Linked DNA regions of Mus musculus: region 2 is linked to region 1. The links are chromatin contacts, called in public HiChIP or PLAC-seq maps. All regions are on one chromosome and are shown on one strand. The core of a region is the stretch at or near the end of the contact, and the rest is flanking DNA. Distances in the headings are between cores, read along the strand shown.

Evidence for each region. HiChIP or PLAC-seq counts read pairs in DNA pulled down with a chosen protein or histone mark.
Region 2: a contact with region 1 is called in a CTCF HiChIP or PLAC-seq map of large pre-B cells, with 12 times the contacts expected there. The contact joins two enhancer-like sites. A contact is called at or near these places in 1 of 15 datasets of contacts at CTCF or cohesin (large pre-B cells) and 2 of 115 datasets of contacts at active chromatin or transcription factors (the 230-238 cell line and large pre-B cells).

What each region holds. Positions count from the first base shown.
Region 1 is chr4:121,194,030-121,199,978 of GRCm38.p6, forward strand. All of the region lies in intron 1 of Rlf (rearranged L-myc fusion sequence), which reads right to left. Among named protein-coding and RNA genes, the nearest start is that of Rlf, 18 kb to the right of the region's middle. Within about 2 kb of position 3,147, at least 118 of the 459 cell types and tissues checked have an H3K27ac peak or open chromatin away from gene starts, as enhancers often do.
Region 2 is chr4:122,805,173-122,811,121 of GRCm38.p6, forward strand. No RefSeq gene overlaps it. Among named protein-coding and RNA genes, the nearest start is that of Ppt1, 28 kb to the right of the region's middle. Within about 2 kb of position 3,154, at least 12 of the 459 cell types and tissues checked have an H3K27ac peak or open chromatin away from gene starts, as enhancers often do.

The sequences.
Region 1 (5,949 bases), core at 1,897-4,396:
GAAAGGATGGTTTTCAGATGGTATTACAAGTTAAAAATCAAACAAAATTTAAGTACAGAATTGTAAACTCTTTAAGTTAAGATAGATAATAGAATACTTTAAATTGACAAAGATAATGTACTAGACATTGTAAGTGTATGCTGTACCTTATAATTTACATAATTGTCAAAATTATGTTCAATGTATATCTGAGAGAAAAAAAAGCCATTTTAACTGGACAAAAGGGGGAAATGTAGTGGAGTTGGCCTACTGCTGCTTGTATTCTAATGTCAATTTGGGTCCCCCAAAATTGGGGACCTGTACATGTCTGCATGTAAGACATGAAAGGACCCTGATCTCAGTTGGTTCTGATTGGTTAATAAAAATGCCAGCAGCCAATGGCTGGGCAGGGCAGACAGAGGCAGGACTTCCAGGAGGAGGAGAAGGAGATCTGCCAGGCTGGGAGAATGTGGAGGAAAGGAGATTCCCCATGCCTGAGAGGAGTGCAGGACAAAGGATAGCTGCCACGTGAAGGAGCCACAAGAGCGCAGTCCAGTGGGGTCCAAGGCAGCCAAGATACAATACAGAATGTAGTAAGTAGTAACTTGGAATTATCAGCAGGAGGTAGTGAAGTTTAGACAGTGGCCCAATGTGTGTGTGTGTGTGTGTCTTTCATTCTGGAAGATAAAGCATTGAGGTGAGTAGGGAACCTGCCACAGGAACATATTAATTAATTATTTAATTTACAAGAGCCCACTAAGAGCATACATACTGCTCTTGTTTGTTTTGAGTCAGAGTCTCTTTGTTATGTAGCCCTGACTGTCAGGGAACATGTTCTGTCCAGGCAGGCCTCAAACTCACAGAGATCCATCCACCTGGCTTTGTTTCCTGAAGGCTGGGATTAAAGAGTGCACCACCCACCACCACACCAGGCTCTTATTGAGGACTCAAATTCATAATCCCAGCACCTGCTCCCTGCAGCTGACCTTGAGCAGTTAAAACCCCAGCACCCCTTTCCTGCCTCTCATGCATCAGCACTCTTATTTACATACCCATGCAGAGACCTACAAATTTACATAATTAAAACTAATCAAAATAGACAATGTTTAAAAAAAGAGTAAAAAGGGTTGGAGAGGTTGCTTTTCTAGATTAAGAGCACTGGCTGCTCTTCTGGAGGGCCCAGGTTCACGTCTCAGTACATATAAGTCATCTGAAACTCCAGTTCCAAGGGATCTGATGCCATCCATCTTCTGACCTGTACAGGTACCAACCACAGATTACATGCAAGCAAAACATTTTTACATACAGATAAATACAATTTTTAAGTTAAATCAATAAAACAAAGGTGCAAACAAAAACAAGGGTAGAGACTATAAATTATTTGGAGGATCCTAAAAGCCAGAACCCCAGAACAAAAATGACCTGTGCTGGGATTAGGAAGAAAGAAAAGAGTATATCCTTAATGGTTATCTTTACAAAAAAAATTTTTTTTTAAATTTTGAACCAGGCACGGAGGAATGTGAGTTTAATCTCAGCACTCGGGGAGGCAGAGACAGGTTGAGCTTTGACTTCAAGACCAGCCTGATGTACATACATAGTGTGTTCCACGATAGCCAGAGCTACATAGAAACCCTGTCTCAAAAATCCTGAGTGCGTGCTTAGACGTATGTATGTGTATTGTGTACATGCTCAGTCAGAAAAGGGATTCAGAGTCCCTGGAACTGGAGTTACATGTGGTTTCGAGTCACGGTGTGGGTGCTGGGAAATAAACCAAGGTCCTGTGCAAGAGCAGCAAGAACTCTTAACCAATGAGCCATCTCTCCAGGCCTCTACAGCATATTTTGAAAAAGTATTAGTCTTCCATTTTTTATTATAAAATTAATGTCTTGTGGCTTTCAAAGTATGCCATAATTTATTCTGACACTCCAGAACTCAGATCATAAATTAAGACAGTATTTTGTTGGACAGTGCTGATCTGAATAAAATTGGATTCTAGTTAAAAAAAGAAAAGCGCAGAAAATGTTCTATTGTCTATTATTTTTACTATACCTTTCCATGTTTGGTTTTATTTAGAAACATAGATGCCTAATGATGTGTTGCAAGTTGCCAACAGTATCTAGTATAGTAACTTGATGCACAAAATTCAGAGCCTAGCAGCAATAAGGTAGATACAATATATAGCTGAGATGTACAGTAGGCTCTTATGGCACCTAAGTTTAAGTATATCCAAGCATGCTAGGCCCACAGGCTACTCTCTCTCTCTGTGTGTGTGTGTGTGTGTGTGTGTGTGTGTGTGTGTATGAGGGGGGAGGAGGAGGAGGAGAGGGAGAGGAAGATTGGAGTAGAACCTAGAGCTTCAAGCATGTTAGGCCTTGCCTAGCAGCTGCCTGCTTACAATGAGGAAGTGGCTAGGTGAAACCGCAGCTCTTTCACCTTGTGTTGTTACTTGTAACCAACTCACACTTTCCACATTAGCTACAGCCAAAAAAAAAAAAAAAAAAAAAAGTGTCTCTAGCCAGTGTCAGGCTTCCCATTTAGGCACGAATGACTTTGAATTTCTGATCCACTTTCTAAAGACTGGGACTATAGAACTGTTTTATGAGCTACTGGGTAGGGGTCCAAACTCAGAGCTTCATATACAGTAGGTAAGCACTGTACAAACTGAGCCACATCCAACCCTTCAGCTGATTTAAAAGAGACACAGAGAGACTTCCTTGTCATTTCCATCCTCCGCTGATCTATATCCCCGACCTTTACTTCATTTTTTAAATAAGAAAGCAGAAGCTGGGTGTGGTAGTGCAAACCTTTGATCCCAGCACTCAGTAGGCAGAGGCAGGTGGATCTCTGTGAATTCGAGTCTAGCCTGGTCTACAAAGTAAGTCCAGGACAGCAAGAGATGGTTACACTGAGAAACCCCCTTGAAGAGCCAAAGGGGGGGGGGGGGACGGACAGATTTTACGCTTTAATCTGAACTAGTCACCTGCCTCCAATACCCATGTTTTATCACTATTCTGTATGTCTACTCAGAACTCACAAACCTACTATCGCTTTAATAAATATGCTTATTTCCAAACTCTGCCTTTACTTCCGACTCCACTACCTTTAGTGTCTGCAGCCTCTGCAGTGTGGTCATCATTTGGCCTACTTCCTCAGAGTTTACCACATCCACCTCCCATTCGAAAGTCACTGCTTCTGGGAAGTTTTCTGGCAATAGTGCTAAGTGACACCCACTACTTTGCAATCCTGTGGTCATGTCAGGGAAGTGGCTCAGTTTAGGTAGAACTGTCTCGCCTGCTCACTGTTCTGGGTTTGATCCTAGTACCAAAAGATGGCCATGGTTTGCAGACCTGTCATCCCAACCCTTGAGAGTCAGTGACAGATGAGAAGTTCAGTGTCATCCTCATCCAGCTACAGAAGAACCTGCACCCCCAAAGCAACAGCAACAGCAACAACGACCCAACTAAAACAACTACAAGTGTCAGTTGTTCATTACAAATGAACATCGTAGGGTAACTGGATTTTTTTTTAAAGATAAGTGTGTGCATTATTTTAAAATCTGCACATAACACAAGAAATCTTATTCTGATTTTAATTTCTCAACAAATGAAATACATAAAATTCTAAATCTAGCTAAGAGGTGGAGAGTTTAATCCCAGCGCTTGGTAGGTTGAAGCAGGCAGATCATTTGAGTTCAAGGCTGGTCTGGTCTACAGAGCAAGTCCCAGGATAGCCAGGGCCTCACAGAGAAATCCTATTTTGAAAATAAAGTTCTAAATCTGAGCAATGTGATTATATTGTAAAGGGCAAGCTTCCGCGGGAGTCAGCAATTGAATCTCATCCCTGAAACAGGGGTTAACATTTTAAAATGCAAAAGTAAGGAGATGGGAGGACTCCAAAGATGATGAGAACTAAGATTTAAACATCAGTTAGCAATGAGGACCGAGGGGGTTGACATTAATGAGTGAGAAGAAAACAGCTGGCTGCTTGAACTGAGGAAGTACCTAGAGGCAATCTGGGACCTGGGCTGCTTCTGTACTAACACAGCCGCTACACATTACTTCCAGCTGCTCTGAGCTCAGAAATCTGGCCTACTCACAGTCCATCGCTCTACATTTCTTCGTCCACCCTGATTACATTTCACTGGGTCCAGTCCACCATCCCATCTCCACAGACTATTTTAGATACTGATCCTGTCATAGGTCATAAATATACTTTCTAGCTTCATTTCATTTTTAATTTTAAAATGCTTCTTGCTTTTGCCATAACAGTAGTGTATCTTTAAATATGTGCTATTTTCCATTATGCATAAAAACACCACCCAGAAACAGATCACTGTTAACAGGCAAGTTTGAGAATTTCCTTAATGTGTAAAGTGAAACATTTTATTTTATGGTGATGTTATGTCTCTACATTTACTGAAGAGCTTTCTTTGACTTCATTTTACTTTTGCTGTGTGACCCCCTCAGTCCAGTATGTTGGGCAAGTCCTCTTCCACGGAGTTATATCCCCAGCCACACTGTAGATTCATGCACATCATAGTTTCTAACTTTTGAGGCAGAGTCTTACCGTGTAATCAAGGCTGACCCTAAAGCTCACAATGTAGCCCAGGTCAGCCTCGAATTCACAATTCTCCTGCTTCAGTCTCCTAAATGCTGGAATTATAGGTGTCTACTACCACATCCTGCCCTGATCTCTTTGCGGTGGAAAATAAAGATAGGTTCCCCTATGTGTAAAATATTACTTACATTCATGACACTCTTATTGACTTGTTCTTTGACAGTTTCATACATTACATACCAGGTACTCTTCACCTTGACTCCTATCTCCTACCACTGTCAGGACTTCTCTCCCCACATTTATATCTTCTTGTTTCATTTAGTGACCACAGGTTTGGAACTATCTGCTTTAGTGGCCCCATGACTACTTTCTTAGAATGGACTATAAATACAATTTCTGGCTCCATAACCTCTAAGGCTTTACATGATACTGGATTCTGCTCCAGAAAAGAAAGGAAGAAAGAAAGAAAATCAATCCTAATTTACAATCCTATTATTAGTATAAGACAGTGACATACTGAAGAGCTATCACATTAGACACGTTAGACAGCATATGAAGTTGGGGGAACTTAACCTGTGTTAAAAATTCTACAAGGTCAAATGCCAAAACTTTGTGACTATGAAAGGTAAAATGCTGCAGAACAGAGCCAAATTGCCTTGGGTTATTTCTTGTCCCTTTAAAAGGTATTCATTGCCCTCCCCAATGTCTGTCTGACCTACATCCCTGTGACTATCAAAGACTTTAAAATGCATTCTTGGCAAACCACTAGCTTCCAGCACAAGAACTAAGAAGTCAAACAGCATAATACCTGTAACAATTCACCCCACCCCACCCCTACTTTGTTGGAACCTGTGGTCCTCAGCAACACATTTGATAATTGTCTTTCTTTGTTCTAAAACTAATAAAAATCTCACATAACCAACCACGTCTACTACAATGGAACTCCGTATTGGGAGTGGGCTGAATCCATGTTCCTAGACCACTGTCACTCCAGAACAAATTATCTTATTCCCTTAGAGGTAAGAGGTGTGATTTTTGCATGGATAAAGTATCAGCTTGACGGAGAAATGCAGAATCTTGCTTATTCAGTTTACAATCCTTTCATTTTATTTGTTATGTGTTTTTGAGGCAGATTTTGGTGTAGCCTGGGCTGGCCTCAGTTCCCTGAATTCCTGATCTTACTACCTCTGCCTCTGAAGTGATGAGATTATAGGCTTGTGCCACCAAACCAGCTAACAACCTTTTCACCACCCTGTGCCTGAATTGTTTTTTACATTTTCAATTGTGAGTAATCACTAAAAGACAGAGACCAATGGAATCCAACAGATAACCTATAAATAAAATCCTTATATACACGGTGTAGTAATTTTCAAAAACTATAACAAGACCATTCAGTAAGAAAAAGACAAATTT
Region 2 (5,949 bases), core at 1,904-4,403, 1.6 Mb after region 1:
GTCATGGGACATCTGGGTTGTTTTCACCTTCTGGCTATCACAAATAAGGCTGCTATGAACATAGTGGAACATGTGCCCCTGTGTCATGGTGGGGTATCTTTTGGGTATATTCCCAAGAGTGGTATAGCTGGATCTTCAGGTAGATCTATTTCCAATTTTCTGAGAAGCCTCCAGATTGATTTCCAGAGTGTTTGTACCAGTTTGCAATCCCACCAGCAGTAGAGGAGTGTTCCTCTTTCTCCACATCCTCTCCAACACGTGTTGTCACCTGAGGTTTTGATCTTAGCCATTATGATTGGTGTAAGATGGAATTTCAGGGTCGTTTGATTTGCATTTCTCTGATCGATAAGGACTTTGAACATTTCTTTAGGTGCTTCCAGCTACTTGAGATTCCTCAGTTGTGAATTCTTGGTTTAGTTCTATACTGCATTTCTTGATTAGGTTGTTTGGTTTTTTTCATGATTAACTTCTTGAGTTCTTTATATATTTTGGATATTTGCCCTCTATCAGATGTGGGGTTAATGAAGATTCTTTTTCCCAATTTGTAGGCTGCCAATTTGTCTTATTGACTATGTCCTTTGCCTTTCAGAAGCTTTCCAGTTTCATGAGGTCCCATTTATCAAGTGTTGATCTTAGAACATGAGCCACTGAAGTTCTGTTTAGGAAATTTCCCCCTCTGCCAATGAGTTCAAGGCTCTTTTCCACTTTCTCTTCTATTAAATTCAGTGTATCTGGTTTTATGTTAAGGTCCTTGATCCACTTGGACTTGAGCTTTGTACAAGGTGACAAAAATAGGTCTATTTTCATTCTTCTATATACTGACAGCCAGTTAGACCAGCACCATTTATTGAAGATGATTTCTTTTTTCCATTGTATATTTTTGGCATCTTTGTCAAAGATCAAGTGACCATAAGTGTGTGGTTTTATTTCTGGGTCCTCAATTCTATTCCATTGATCAACATGTCTGTCTCTGTACCAAAACCATGCAGTTTTTATCACTATTGCTCTGTAGTAAAGCTTGAGGTCAGGGATAGTGATTCCCGCAGCTGTTCTTTTATTATTAAGAATTTTTTTTGCTATTCCAGGTTTTTTGCCTTTCCAGATGAATTTGAAGATTGCTCTTTCCATGTCTTTGAAGAATTGTGTTGGGATTTTGATGGGGATTGCATTGAATCTATAGATTTGGTAGGATGTCCATTTTTATTATGTTAATTCTGCCAATCCATGAATATGGGAGATCTCTCTATTTTCTGAGATCTTTTTCGATTTCTTTCTTGAGAGAGTTGAAGTTATTGTCAGTCAGGTCTTTCACTTGTTTGGTTAGAGTTATCCCAAGATATTTATACTATTTGTGGCTAATGTGAAGGGAATTATTTCCCTAATTTCTTTCTCAGCCCATTTATCCTTTCTATAAAGGAAGGCTACTGATTTATTTTATTGTACTCAATCCACTAGAAATTGATCAGAGCCATAAAATAGACTCAGAAGCTGAACTGTGACCCTGAGTCAGAGTTTAAGCTTGAAATACACAAACATCTATGCCAAGTTATCTCATGATTTAAGAATAGGTGACTTCTTTGGAACATATCTTTGTGGTACACTTATCCTGCTCCCACTGGCTGGGTTATCAAGCTGTGTTGGTTTGAATATGCTTGACCCAGAGAGTGGCACTATTAGGAGGTGTGGCCTTGTTGGAGGAAATGTGTCACTGTAGGTGTGGGTTTTGAGACCCTCCACAATTTGTTCCTGGCTTCTTTTGGATGAAGATGTAAAACTCTCAGATCCTCCTGTGACATGCCTGCCTGGACACTGCCATTCTCCTTACCTTATGATACTGGGATGAACCTCTGAATCCTGTAAGTCAGGATTATAAAGGATTAATGATGTCCTTTATAAGACTTGCATTGGTCATGGTGTCTGTTCACAGCAATAAAACCCTAACTAAGACAACAGATATGGAAGGATGATTTGCCTTGCAGTCTCATTTCAGCTTGCCAACTGTGATTTCAACTACCCACAGTAATGTCTCTTTCTACCAAGCAGGATATCTGTTATCCAGGGACGTCTTGGAACTTAAAATGTATTTGACTCCTATTCAAAATGGAAGTTCTATTCAAAAATGGCTTCAGTTTGGTTCCATTGTACATAGCCATCAGAGAAATGCAAGTCAAAACTACTCTGAGATTTCATCTTACACCTGTCAGAATGACCAAGATCAATAACATAAGTGACAACTTATGCTATCAAGGATGTGGAGCAAGGGGAACACTCCTTCATTGCTGGTAGGTCACAGCCACTATGGAAATCAATATGGTTGTTTCTCAGAAAAAATTGGGAATCAATCTACCTCAAGACCCAGATTTACCTCTCTTAGGCACATACACAAAAGATGTCCCATCCTACCCCACTCTCACTTGCTTAGCTATGTTTATAGAAGCTTTATTCCTAATAGCCAGAAACTGGAAACAACCTAGATGCCCCTCAAACAGAAGAATGGATAAAGAAAACGTGGTATGCTTACACAATGGAGTGTTACTCAGCTGTTAGAGAAAAAATGACATTATAAAAATTTTAAGCTAATGGATGGAACTAAAACATCCAGAGTGAGGTGACCCAGACCCAGGAAGACAAACGTGATTTTGATTCACAAGTGGATATTAGCTGTTAAATAAAATATAATCACACTACAATCCACAGACCCAGAGAGTCTAAGTAACAAGGCTAGGGGGATGCAGGGTTCTCCCTGGGGAGGAAAAATATAATTTGTGGATAGACTTGGTGGGTGGGGACGGAAACAGGAGGGAATTGGGTGAGGAAGTGAGGGACAGAGGAAGGAGTACAGGAAAAGATTACCAGAATACTGAAACATTTCTAGGAACACAGCAGAAACTTCCTTCACCCATGAAGATGACCCTAGCAAGGACTCCTAGTAATGGAGTATATGAAGCCTGAATCATCCATCTTTGATAACCTAGCAGGCTTCCAGTGGCAGGACCCAGGCACCAATCCAGCCATAAAACCTTCAACCCATAAATAAACACAGCATGTATGCACAGCATGTATGTACCCGTCCTGCCTGCAAGATCGTGGCTCAAAGCTTGTGAGAGTGGCCAACCAAAGACTGGTATAACCAGGCCCAAGCCACAAGAGGGAGCCCGTGCCCAACATTGCCTGGATTCCAGGAACTGGAAACTGAATGTTTGGCTCAGATACCTAGAGTAGAACCAAACACAATTGAAAAGGGAGAAAAAAGTCACTGAAATGATTCCTAATGATGTTCATACATTGGTGCCTAGCCCAATTGACATCAGAGAGGCTCCTTCCAGCAGCTTACGGGAGCAGATGCAGAGACCCACTCAAACATTAGCTGGAGCTCAGGGAAACCTGTAGAAGAGGAGAAGGAAGGATTATAAGAGCCAGAAGGGTTGAGGACTCCAGGAAAACACAGTCCACAGAATCAACTAAGCAGGGCTCATAGGGGCTCACAGAGACTGCAGTGGCAATCACAGAGCCTACACTAGGTCTGTGCTAGGTCCTCTGCATACATGCTGTGTTTATTTAACTTGGGTTTTTTTGTAGGGCTCCTAACAGAGGGAGAAGGGATATCAGTGACTCTTTGCCAGCTCTTGGGACCCTTTTCCTCCTATGAGTTGCTTCGTCCAGCCTTGATATGGGTGTTTGTGCCTAGTCTTATTGCATCTTGCTATGCTGAGTTCAGCTGGTATCACTGAGAAGCCAGCTGGTATCACTGGGAAGCCTGCTCTTTCCTGAAGAGAAATGGAGAATGGATCTGGGAGAGGGCAGGCTGCCATTGGGATGTATTGTATGAAAGAATACATTTAAAAATAAATGTTTGTTTTCAGGCCAGACTTGATGGTGCATGCCTTTAATTGCAGACTAGGGAGGCAGTGGCTGGCAGATCTCTGTGAGTTTGAAGGCAACCTGATCTACAGAGTGAGTTCCAAGACAGTCAGGGCTGTTACACAGAGAAACACAAATAATAACAATAATAACAATAACAATAATAATAATAATAAAATATATTTTCTTTTGGGGTTTTTTTTTGGTGTATTGCCTGCATATATAACTGCACACCATGTGTGTGTATAGTGCTCGGGGGAGGCTAGATGAAGAAGTTGGATCCCTAGAACTGATGTTGCATTCATGTGGGTGCTGAAAATTGAACCAGGGATATCTGGAAGAGTGGTTAGAGCTCTTAACTACCAAGGCATCTCTTCAGCCCTTGATTTTTGCGGGGTGTTGGTTAGTTAGGTGGGTGGGTGGGTGGTTGGTTGGTTTTGAGGCTGGCCTGGTACAAATTGGCGTCAAACTTACAGAAACCCTATTTTTTTTTCTGTCTCCTAACTGCTGAGATTACAAACAGATAGCATCACCCTGGCCTAAAATTAACCGGTGTGTGTGTGTGTGTGTGTGTGTGTGTGTGTGTGTGTGTGTGTGTGTAGTGTATGTGCACGTGTGCAAGTGTGCTCTGCTGTTTCCATGCAGAGGCTAGAGGACATCAGGTGTTCCACTCTATCATACTCTACCTAATTCTCTTGAATCTGGAGCAGGCTGGTGGCCAGCAAGCCATGTGTGTGTAGACCACATGCAGCTTTTATGTAGATTCTGCAGGTCCTGTGCTAGCTTAGGAATCACTCTTAACTATTTCTTAGTGTATTACTCAGAGGTATTGACTCCATGTTATTGTTTTAAATTTTATTTTTATTATTTTTAGTTATGTGTAGCTGTATGTGTCTGTGTGGGAGTGAGCAAATATGTGTTCGGGTGCTCACAGAAACCAGGGTGTCAGATCCCCTGAAGCTAGAGTGGCAGGTGGGTGTGAGCCACCTGACATGGGTGCTGGGAACTGAACTATGGTCTCCTGGAAGAGCAGTTGGTGCTCTTAACTGCTGAGACATCTCTTCAGCTCTTGAGTCCACATTGTACAACTGTCACCACCATCCACCTCCAGGGTCCTTCTTGCCAAACTCAAACTCAGTACCCACTTACGATAACTAGTTTTGGTACAAGCTAGAGACATCTGAGAGGAAACATCAACTGAGTATATGCCCCCATCAGATCAGGCTGCAAACAAGCCTGTAGGACATTTTCTTAGTGATTGACATTGGAGGGCCCAGCCACCCTGGGCTGGTGGTCCTGTGTTCGATAACAAAACAGACTGAGCAAGCCATGGAAATCAAACCAGTAAGCAGCACTCATCCATGGCCTCTGCATCAGCTCCTGCCTCCAAGTTCCTGCCCTATTTGAGTTTCTGCCTTCACTTCCTTCAGTGACAATAGAACTATAAGTAAGGTTAACTCTTTCTTCTCCAAGCTGCTTTTGGTCATCACAGCAATTATCACCCTAACACTCCACTAAACAATGACTCCTTATTCCCTGTAATGGTTAATACTGATTGTCAACTCGTCAGAATCTAAATTCAGCTAGGAGACAAACATCTTGGCATGCCTGAGATGGTTTTTAGACTGAGCATACTGAGGTTGGGAGACTTGCCTTAAATGTCGATGGCACCATTTCATGGGCTCGGGAAAGGAGAAAAAAAACCTGAGCAACAGCCTTCATCGTTCTCTTTGCTTCCTGGCTGTGGATGCAATGGAACAACCTGACTCAAGCTCCTGCCACCACGCTTGTCCTGCCGTGACGGACTGTACCCTCACACTGTGAGCCAAGAGGCCAAGTGTGGTAGTGTACATCTTAAATCCCAACACTCAAAAGGCAGAGGCAGGAAGAGCTCTATGAGTTCAAGCCAGCTGGGTCTACATAGTGAGTTCCAGAGCTGTATAGTGAGACTGTCGACAGACAGGCAGACAGACTGATTGGAGTCATGAGTCAAAATAAATCCTTCCTCCTTGTTTTTCTCAGGTATTTTTTCAAGCAATGAGAAAAGTAACTGACGCCCTCCACCTCTCCGTCCTCCCTGGCAATCAC